Regions from separate parts of the Mus musculus genome. Here all the other regions are linked to region 1. The links are chromatin contacts, called in public HiChIP or PLAC-seq maps. All regions are on one chromosome and are shown on one strand. The core of a region is the stretch at or near the end of the contact, and the rest is flanking DNA. Distances in the headings are between cores, read along the strand shown. Region 1 overlaps Tead4 (TEA domain family member 4). Region 2 holds the start of Nrip2 (nuclear receptor interacting protein 2). Region 3 overlaps Gm10069 (predicted gene 10069).

The links. HiChIP or PLAC-seq counts read pairs in DNA pulled down with a chosen protein or histone mark.
Region 2: a contact with region 1 is called in an H3K27ac HiChIP or PLAC-seq map of embryonic stem cells, with 5 read pairs. The contact joins the promoter of Nrip2 here to the enhancer-like site in region 1. A contact is called at or near these places in 6 of 39 promoter capture datasets (the 3T3-L1 cell line, the HPC-7 cell line, cranial neural crest and 3 more), 15 of 484 Hi-C or Micro-C datasets (the 3T3-L1 cell line, the AML12 cell line, the P5424 cell line and 11 more), 2 of 115 datasets of contacts at active chromatin or transcription factors (embryonic stem cells and pancreatic cancer cells) and 4 of 9 other capture datasets (adipose tissue, embryonic stem cells, liver and 1 more).
Region 3: a contact with region 1 is called in an H3K27ac HiChIP or PLAC-seq map of embryonic stem cells, with 8 read pairs. The contact joins two enhancer-like sites. A contact is called at or near these places in 1 of 484 Hi-C or Micro-C datasets (olfactory sensory neurons) and 1 of 115 datasets of contacts at active chromatin or transcription factors (embryonic stem cells).

The regions. Positions count from the first base shown.
Region 1 is chr6:128,254,006-128,256,916 of GRCm38.p6, forward strand. The region is part of intron 2 of Tead4 (TEA domain family member 4); the gene reads right to left. Among named protein-coding and RNA genes, the nearest start is that of Tead4, 45 kb to the right of the region's middle. Within about 2 kb of position 1,401, at least 11 of the 459 cell types and tissues checked have an H3K27ac peak or open chromatin away from gene starts, as enhancers often do. A contact at or near this core is called in embryonic stem cells, where this site is marked.
Region 2 is chr6:128,398,301-128,401,288 of GRCm38.p6, forward strand. Nrip2 (nuclear receptor interacting protein 2) reads left to right here and starts at 1,466. Exons shown (of 6, transcript NM_021717.2): 1 at 1,466-2,001. The coding sequence starts at 1,813.
Region 3 is chr6:128,459,499-128,462,244 of GRCm38.p6, forward strand. The region is part of intron 2 of Gm10069 (predicted gene 10069); the gene reads left to right. Among named protein-coding and RNA genes, the nearest start is that of Gm10069, 22 kb to the left of the region's middle. Within about 2 kb of position 1,418, at least 18 of the 459 cell types and tissues checked have an H3K27ac peak or open chromatin away from gene starts, as enhancers often do. A contact at or near this core is called in embryonic stem cells, where this site is marked.

The sequences.
Region 1 (2,911 bases), core at 151-2,650:
TAAAGGCGTGCGCCACCACTGCCCGGCTTAACACTGGTTCTGTGAGAACTCAGGCCAGGCATGGCGGTCCTTATCTATTATGGAGGCACTTAGGAGTCCAAGCAGGGAAGACTGCTTCTAGTTTGAGTCCAGCCTGGGCTAGAGGGTAAACCCAGTCCTTCTTTTTTTTTTTTTTTTTTTTTAAAGACAGGATGAGAAGCCTGCTGCTCAGTCAGTCTCTTGGGAAGGAGAATACACTCTTAGCTTAAAGAATCTATCAGAATTCAGAGAGAAAGGCCAGGAATAAGTTAGGAATGACAGAGAAGAAGTTTCTGAGAACCACAGGCCAATCCAAGGCTGGAGACACGAGAGCGAGTCTGAGTGTTGGTGGCGGGACAGCTGGATTGAAAGGGAAGGCAGGAGGCTTAGTCAGGGTAACTATTGCCGTGATGAAACACCATGGCCAAAGCAATGTGGGGAGGAAAAGATTTATTTGGCTTACACTTCCACATCGCAGTTCATCATAAAAGGAAGTCAGGACAGGAAGTTAAGCAGAGCAGAAACCTGGGAGGGATGCTGCTTAGTGGACTGCTCCCGTGGCTTGCTTAGCTTGCTTTCTTATAGAACCTGGGACCAGCCCAGGGGTGGCCTTACCCACAACAGGCTGGGCCTCACATCAATCACTAATTAAGAAAATGCCCTCCAGGCTTGCCTACAGTCCATCTTAACAAGACACTTTCTCAAGGGGGGCTCCCTCCTCACTGATGACTAGCTTGTGACAAATTAGCATAAAACTAGCCAACCCAGCAGGGGATGCTGCGAACCTTAGGGATGTCTGGGAAATCGGTCTTGGGCTGCTCCTCTGGTTCTTTCTTGCCTTGGCAGCTTATCAATTATCTGCATCTGTTTAGGTTCTTAGTATCCCAGAGGAAAAGAATGTGCACACGATTCAGTCTGTTCTTACTCCAGTCTGTACCTCCAAAGTTAGCAGTCGGGGTCCATGCTTGTGACCCAGTACTTGGGAAACGGACAGCAGGAGTGTCAGAAATTACAGGCCAGCCTGGGCTACATAATGAGACCATGTTTCAAAACAAGTTAATATCGCCAGTGTTTGGAACCAGATGAATGGAATCAACACATGGATGAAGGAATGACTGAGTCTGTCACCATTCTGCTTTCAAAATATTCCCAAAATTAGACCCCTTCTCCCCACCTCAGTTCTGTGGTCCAAGCTACCATGCTGTGGCCTGTGGGGCAAGTGGAACCAACCATGTCACCAAACAGAAAAGCTGGCAGGTCAAAGCAGTTTCGAAAACCCCGGTAAATCTCATTATTGAGAATGGTAGGTGTTAGAATCAGCTCCCAGCCAGACTACCTCAGACTACCTGTCCTGAAACATGTGACCAAGACACTCTGCTAAGAGACCAGCAGAGTGTTTAGCCAATGAGCTTCCTTTCCTGGGCATCCAGCCCCTCCCTATAGTTGATACTTGGAACTAAGCCAGATTCCACCTACATCATGTCAAGGGCTCAGCGTGGGCCTGTGAGGACAACCATTCTCAACTCCTCAAAGTTGCTGGCAGTGTGTGGGTACACAGGAGACTGAGAACCACAACATCTGTCCCAGTTCCTGCTGTCCCCCTATCCTAGACTGTGTTCTTCTTCCTTGAGCAACATTTCCACAGTGCTCCAGTTCCCAGCGACAAGGCACACATGCAGCCTGTTGCCCCTGTGTTTCACCTTCCCTGAGTGACATGCCGGCGGTCCAGCATCCCAGTGGCAAGGAAGAAATGCAGACCAACAATATCGGGCACCTAAGGCGGGCCCATCTAGGTACTATATTAGCATGTAGACCTCTCACAGACTGATACTGGCCTGGGTTATTAATCGCTCCACCTGGCTTCCTGCTTCAGACTATTCTCAGCCCAGCAGCTGGCATCTCTACTAAAATCCAAAAGGTGCTGCCCTGGCTTCCCATCTTTCTCAGATGAAGAGGCCAAGGTCTGCCAGATGTCGTAGCAGTATCAGAGTTTCAGCAACTTGGGAGGCTGAGAGGCAAGAGGATTGTTTCTGCCAGGGGCTGGTCCTCAGCTTAAGCAATACAAGAGGGGGTGGGGGAAGGGTACAGAGTGCTGGGCACAGCAGTAAAGCTCTTACCTAGTATACACAAGGAACCTGAAACACACACACACACACACACAGAGGAAACGTTCAAGTCCTTCCAGTGAAGCACCCAAAGGGTTTGTCCACCCTCATATCCAGCTCAGCCACCTCTCTGGATGTCATCTACCTGCCACTCTGAGCTGCTTCCTGGAATGTTCTGGGTCCTCTTGCCCAATAGGATTTGTGCTTGCAGGGAACCTCACCTTCATGTTCCTGGAAGTGTCTGGAATGGCCTTGTGGCCTGGGTGGAGATGGCTGCCATGGTCTTGTGACATATTCCCTGACGGTGGGTGATCCGAGGGCGAGGATCTCCATCCCCACCAGCACACCTCAGCCTCACTCATTGTCACCCTCAGTGTGCTCCGAGCACCACGTAATCTCCTGATACTCTGAGCGCTGCCCCTCCCCCCAGAAGTGCACGCTGAGAATGGGGTGTTTATTATTGGTCTATATCAGATACCCAGAAACCTCCCTGGAGGGTTAGGGAGTAAAGTACTTGACAATCATACAGGAAGCCCAGAGTTCAGCCCCGAGCCTCAGCACTGCATAACCCAGGTACACGCCTATAGTTGTAACACTTTGGAGGTGGAGGCCATAGGATCGATCAGAAATTCAAGATTACCAGGATCTCCAGGTGGCTGAGCAGGTAAAGTGTTTGCCCCACAGCCTCACAACCAGAGTGCGATCACTGGAACCCTTGTAAAGGTGGAAGGAGAAAACCAACTCTGTCCTTGTCCTCTGATTTCCACATACATGTTATAGCATGTACA
Region 2 (2,988 bases), core at 216-2,715, 140 kb after region 1:
GTTTGGGGGGATTCTCAATAGGGTTTCTCTGTGCAGCCCTGGAACTTGCTCTGTAGATCAGGCTGGCCTCCAACTTATAGAGATCCGTCTAGCCTCTGCCTACCAAGTGCTGGGATTAAAGGCATGCACCACCACTGCTGGGCTAGCAGTAAACACTCTTAAGTCCCAAGCCATCTTTCCAGGCCCTTCTTTTTATTTTAATTTTTTGTTTTGTTTTTTATTTATTAATCTTTTTGTTTATATTTCAAATATTATCCCTCTTCCTTGTCTCCTCTCCATGAACCCCCCTCCCCTTTGCCTCTAAGAGGGTGCTCACCCCACTAGCATCCCCCTTCTCTGGGACATCAACCCTTCTTTTTATTTTTATTTTATGTGTATGGGTATTTTGCCTCTGTGCATATGTACATGTATATGTATATATGTACCACGGGCATGTCTGGTGCCATGGACCCCCTGGAACTGGGGTTACAGATAGTTGTGAGCTGCAGACAGTTGTGAGCCACTATGTGGATGCTGGGAATTGAGCCCTGGTCCTCCAGAAGAGCAGCCAATGCTCTTAGCTACTGAGCCACCTCTTCAGCCCCCTTCTTTTTATTTTTAAGATTTCACTAAATTGGACTGGAGAGATGGCTCAGCGGTTAAGAGCTGCTCTTAACTGAGGTCTCTTAACTGACTGCTTTTCCAGGGTCCTGAGTTCAAATCCCAGCAACCACATGGTAGCTCACAACCCTCTGTAATGAGATCAGATGCCTTCTGGTGTGCCCAAAGATAGATGCAGTGTACTTACATATAATAAACAAATTATATATATATATATATATATTTCACTAAATTGAAAGCCTGAGAGTGAACTCACACTGTAGTCCAGGCAGGCCTTGAATTGTGATCCTCCTGTCTCACCTTCCCAAGTAGTTGGGATTCTGATGGGAGAGGACCAAGGTGAGTCACAGACTAACCCAGTTGGAGAGATGTATTAGGCCCAGAACATTCCCAGAATTCCTCATCATGGAATCACTGGGACTTCAGCGTCTAACAGGGAAGATCTCAGAGGTGAGTATTACTAGAACGTTCCTGATCTCTTTGCAATTCGAGAGAGATATTGGGACTGACAGGGAGAGGCCAAGCAAGGAGGGTGGCTGATGGCAGATGGAGGAGAGGTGGGGAGGCCACTCTCATACTGTCCCTCTCTGGCCAGCACCTCAAACCCTAGTAGCAAAGGACAGCAGCATGAGAAAAGAGCTGGGTGGCTGACTGTTCAGAGACTGGAAGGGGACAGCAGAGCCGGTCCACAAAACACAAGAGACAAGGGACATGCATGCCTGCTTCCCCACACATACCAAACATGCGCCCCCACACAATGGCACTCACCTCTCTCTGATGACTTGGCACAGCCTCCTGACAGTTTACAACACCCGCGTGCGCGCGCGCGCGCACACACACACACACACACACACACACACACACACACACACACACACACAACCATCCACCACCCACTCTGAGCAGGACCCCAGAGCTGCAGGCTTTGCAGCCTACCAGCTGCAGGCCCTGCTCGCCCTCCCTCTCCTTTAGGGCTGGGTTTTTCCAGCCGGAACCTCGCTCCCTCTACTGCAATCTCTGGAAACTGGTGTCTGACGCGCTGCTCTCGCCTATTATTTATTTATTTCTTCTTTTCTTCCTGCTGAGACCCTCCTGTCAGAGGGAGAGCCGCAGTCCGGAGACAGAGAAAGGCAGAAGCTATAGGGGGAGCTGGGAGCAAAAAGGAGGTGGAGAGAGACTCCCATACACCCTGTCTGCTTTCCACAGAAGACCATGAGCACCGGGCAAGAGGCCAGGAGAGATGAGGGAGACTCCAGGAAAGAACAGGAAGCTTCGCTTCGGGACCGAGCCCACCTGAGCCAGCAGCGCCAACTCAAACAGGCCACCCAGTTCTTGCACAAGGACTCGGCTGACCTGCTGCCCCTGGACAGCCTCAAGAGACTCGGCACCTCTAAGGACCTGGTAAGGACCCTGACCCTTTCTCTCCTCTTCTTCATATCCTGTGTTTGGGGTGAAGGGAGGTGGTCTAAAGGGCAGAGCCTCAATCTTCAAATTTCTTTCTCCTGTTGAGATGGGAAAGATGTTTCTGCCAACTTGCAGCCCCCCAATCCTCCCCAGATCCTTCATTGGGAATGTTTCTTGGCCTGGTGGCAGTGAGGGTCCCTGGGCTCATAACTCAGCTTCCACCGTTTTCCCCCCTTAAAGCCCAAGGCTATCCTGGGGTAGTGGAGAGTCATGTTGTTCAGCGCAGCCTAGAGGACCCGGGATTCCCAGGGAATGGACACATAAGGACAGTAAGGCCTAGAGGATCCGTCACCCCGGGGTTATGACTCCTACTTCTAGATTCCTTCAAAGCTGCCCACGAATTTGCCCCATTCCTCAGACCTGCCCCCACTTTTGCCCTTTCCCCCCTATCACCCACTTACTGAGGGTCTCCTGGGCAATCAGGGGTTCATATGGCTCTGACCTGGACCTGTCTGTGTCCTTATGTCCCTTCCTCCCAAACCACTGCAGCAATTTTGGCCCCCCAGAGGGAACAGGCCGAGGGTGACAATGAGGAGGTAAGGGGGGCTAGGGTCAGCGTGCAGTCTTTGCCCCCAGGGATATAATGGTTAAGAGCACGGGCTTTGGAACCACCTTGCTTGGGACCAAATTCTGGCTGTAATTTGGAAAGTTGTCTCTGTGCCTTGTTATCTCCATCTGTTAGAAAGGAATAAAGTTGCGAGCATCCACCTGGTAAACAGGTCACCTAGGCTTCCACATACTTAGCACTGTGACATTGCCTAGCTAATAGCAACACTAAGGGAGACGATTGGGAATGCTTCTAGCTATGGGTCCTTTTAGCTTTTGAGTTGCTGGGGCTTCTGGGGGGTCCGGAGAATCCAGAATTCCATCCTGTGGGAGCTGCTTCTTCCTGGGGGGTAAATGCATTCTCTGTTGCTTTAACTG
Region 3 (2,746 bases), core at 168-2,667, 210 kb after region 1:
TTGCTTAGAACTGACTGTGTTATTTCACTGAAGTTGGCAGTGATTCACATGCCCCTCCCCCAGGACAAGTGTTCCCTGGCTGGCCTGGAACTCATTAGGTAGACCAGGCTGACCTACAGAGATATGCCTGCCTCTGTCCCCCAAGTTCTGGAATTAAAGGTGTATGCCACCCTGACTGGCCCAAGATTCTAGATGTGTACATTTTCAGATTAAATCATCCTGAATCATTGGTTCTGCATAGTTAAAAACGAGAGTATTTACTTATGTTGTAGGATTTACAAGATTAATTGAAATGGGCTGTGTATTGGGAGTGTATGTGGTGAATAGAGGGATGGAACTATGTGCTGGTTATGTTGTCAGCCAGCTTGGCAAAGCTGCAGTGCCCAGATAGTTGGTCTGATTTTTTTTCCTGTTTTCTGGGAAGGTGTTTTTGAATGAGTATAACACTAAATTTGGCTGATTTTAAGTAAAGCAAATGAAGGGGGCCATTGAATAGGACAAAGTCTGACAGAGAAGTAAAAGCCAGCAGTATTCATGAACTACAAATTCGATCCTCTGTGTTCTCCAGCCTGATAGCCTCACCTGAAGAAGTTAGACTATATACACATATACACGCACATGTACACATGCATGCATGCACCCAACTGCTTCTGTTATCCTGGAGAAGCCGGGCTAATGCTTGTGGTATGATAACTTGAGTGTTTATGATTTCAGAAATTCCTAGTGGGATTCCTAACACCCAAGGTAAGGGGATGAAGAGCTGCAAGCTTTAGGTGCTCTGTGAAGACACAGCACTCAGGAATGGACATCAAATCTGATTTGACTTTGGACTTGAGACCTGTGGAAACTTAATGCCAAGGACCAGTCTTGACTTGGAGAGGGGTTCTGAGAGAAGGGGTGTCAGGGAGCAGCAAAAACAAAAGGTTCAAAGTCAAATCGTGGGTCCAAGCTGGTGGTGGCCTGGCCTGTGTTCTGCTGGAGGCAGCTTTCCAACCGCTTTTTTCTCTGTTCTGCATTCTCTCTCCCTCTCCCCCTCCCCCTCCCCCTCCCCATCTGCTCTTTCTCTCTGATCTGCTCTCTCTGGAGATCTCTAGGCAGTTCTCTTACTGTGTTCTGCTTGAGACAGTTCTCCAAGCAGTTCTCTCTATATATTCTAAAAAATTCTCTGGATAGCTCATCTCCTGCAGATCAAAAGCCCAGTCTTTTATTTTTCATATGGATCCAGTCATTTACTTCAGTTTTCCTTTAGATTATCCTATGAATCAGCATCCAGTGACCCCAGTCCCTTAACTCCTGGGAAACAGCAAGCACACATTTTCTTTTAACTTTGCAAAAGAATTCAGAGATCTCCCTGCCTCTGTTAAACACAGGTAATAAACTAGCTGGGTGAGACCCCGCCCTGAAATTACCATTTCTACCACACCTGAGCCTCAGGCTGACCTTGAACTCAGGAATCTGCCTGCCTTTTTATCTGCCTGCCTCTGTATCTTTCTGACAAGGTGGCTCGTTAATACCGCTGCCTTTGTTCTTTTAGATTCATGAAGCCCCTCATAATTCACATGCATCCTTATTTTTTCGCATAGCTGAGAAATTATATATTTTAAAAATCGCGTTTTTAGAGTTCTTTCCCACAGCTTTAAGGGCTGTCCTGAAGGTCCCAGTGTTTACCGTTTTGCTGAGACATTGGCCACACTTTGGCCTCCTGGACTCACGACTCTGATTTCCATGGAGTCATTAACATTAATTAACAGGGAAGACATTCCTTAAAGGAGGAATGCAGATTGGCTTTGCCTGGGAAGAAGCCTATGCACGCGGCAACCATCAGACGCTTGTGGAGGCCCACGTCTGCCAGCCCTGTCCCAGTAGCAGGAACCATGTCATTCTGACACCAAGGCCATGCCGGGACCAGCAACTTAATATGTCATTGTTTATAAACCATCCAGTGTGTGATCATTTCTTTTGTTTTTCAAGACAGGGTTTCTTTGCGTAGCCCTACAGAGTGGACCTCACTCTGTAGACGAGGCTGGATTTGAACTCAGATCCATCCTCCTCTCCCTCTTGACTCCTGGAGCACCACCACCATTCTATAGGATCCAGAATTACTAAGGAAGTCTGTGAAGAGGTTTAGGTTGAGTTGAAGTGGAAAGACCCATCCTATGTATGGTATCATTCTGTGGGTTGTGAAGTCTTGGGATGAATAGCAAAGAGGAAGTAATGAATACTACCATTCATCCATGCTTCCTGCTGTGTTCACAGTGTGACCAGCCACCTCAAGCTCCCCACACCATGGGTTCCCCTCCATGATGGATTGTGGCCTCAAACTGTGAGATAATATAAACCCTCTCTGCCTTAAGCTGGCTTTGCCTGGGAGTCTTGCAACAGTAGAAACAAGTACTGCAGAAAATTGCTCCTGAGACATAATATTGTTCCAGTCCATGTTACAGAGTGGAAGGAGCTAGGTGAAGTTATATGTACTTACTTATTTAGATAGTTTAATACATGTACAATGAATATTAGTTTTATATCTTTAAATAATGATTTTATATTTACATGCTTATGACTCTTGGATTTTTATTTATTTACATAATCAACTCATATAGTAATTTTTTTCATTTATACAATGAGCTTCACCCTCCATCCCCCTTTCTAATTCCTTTGTGGTGGTTTGACTAGGTATGGCTCCCATAGATTCATGTATTTAAATACTTGGCCCAGGGGGAGTGGCACTAATATGAAATATGGCCTT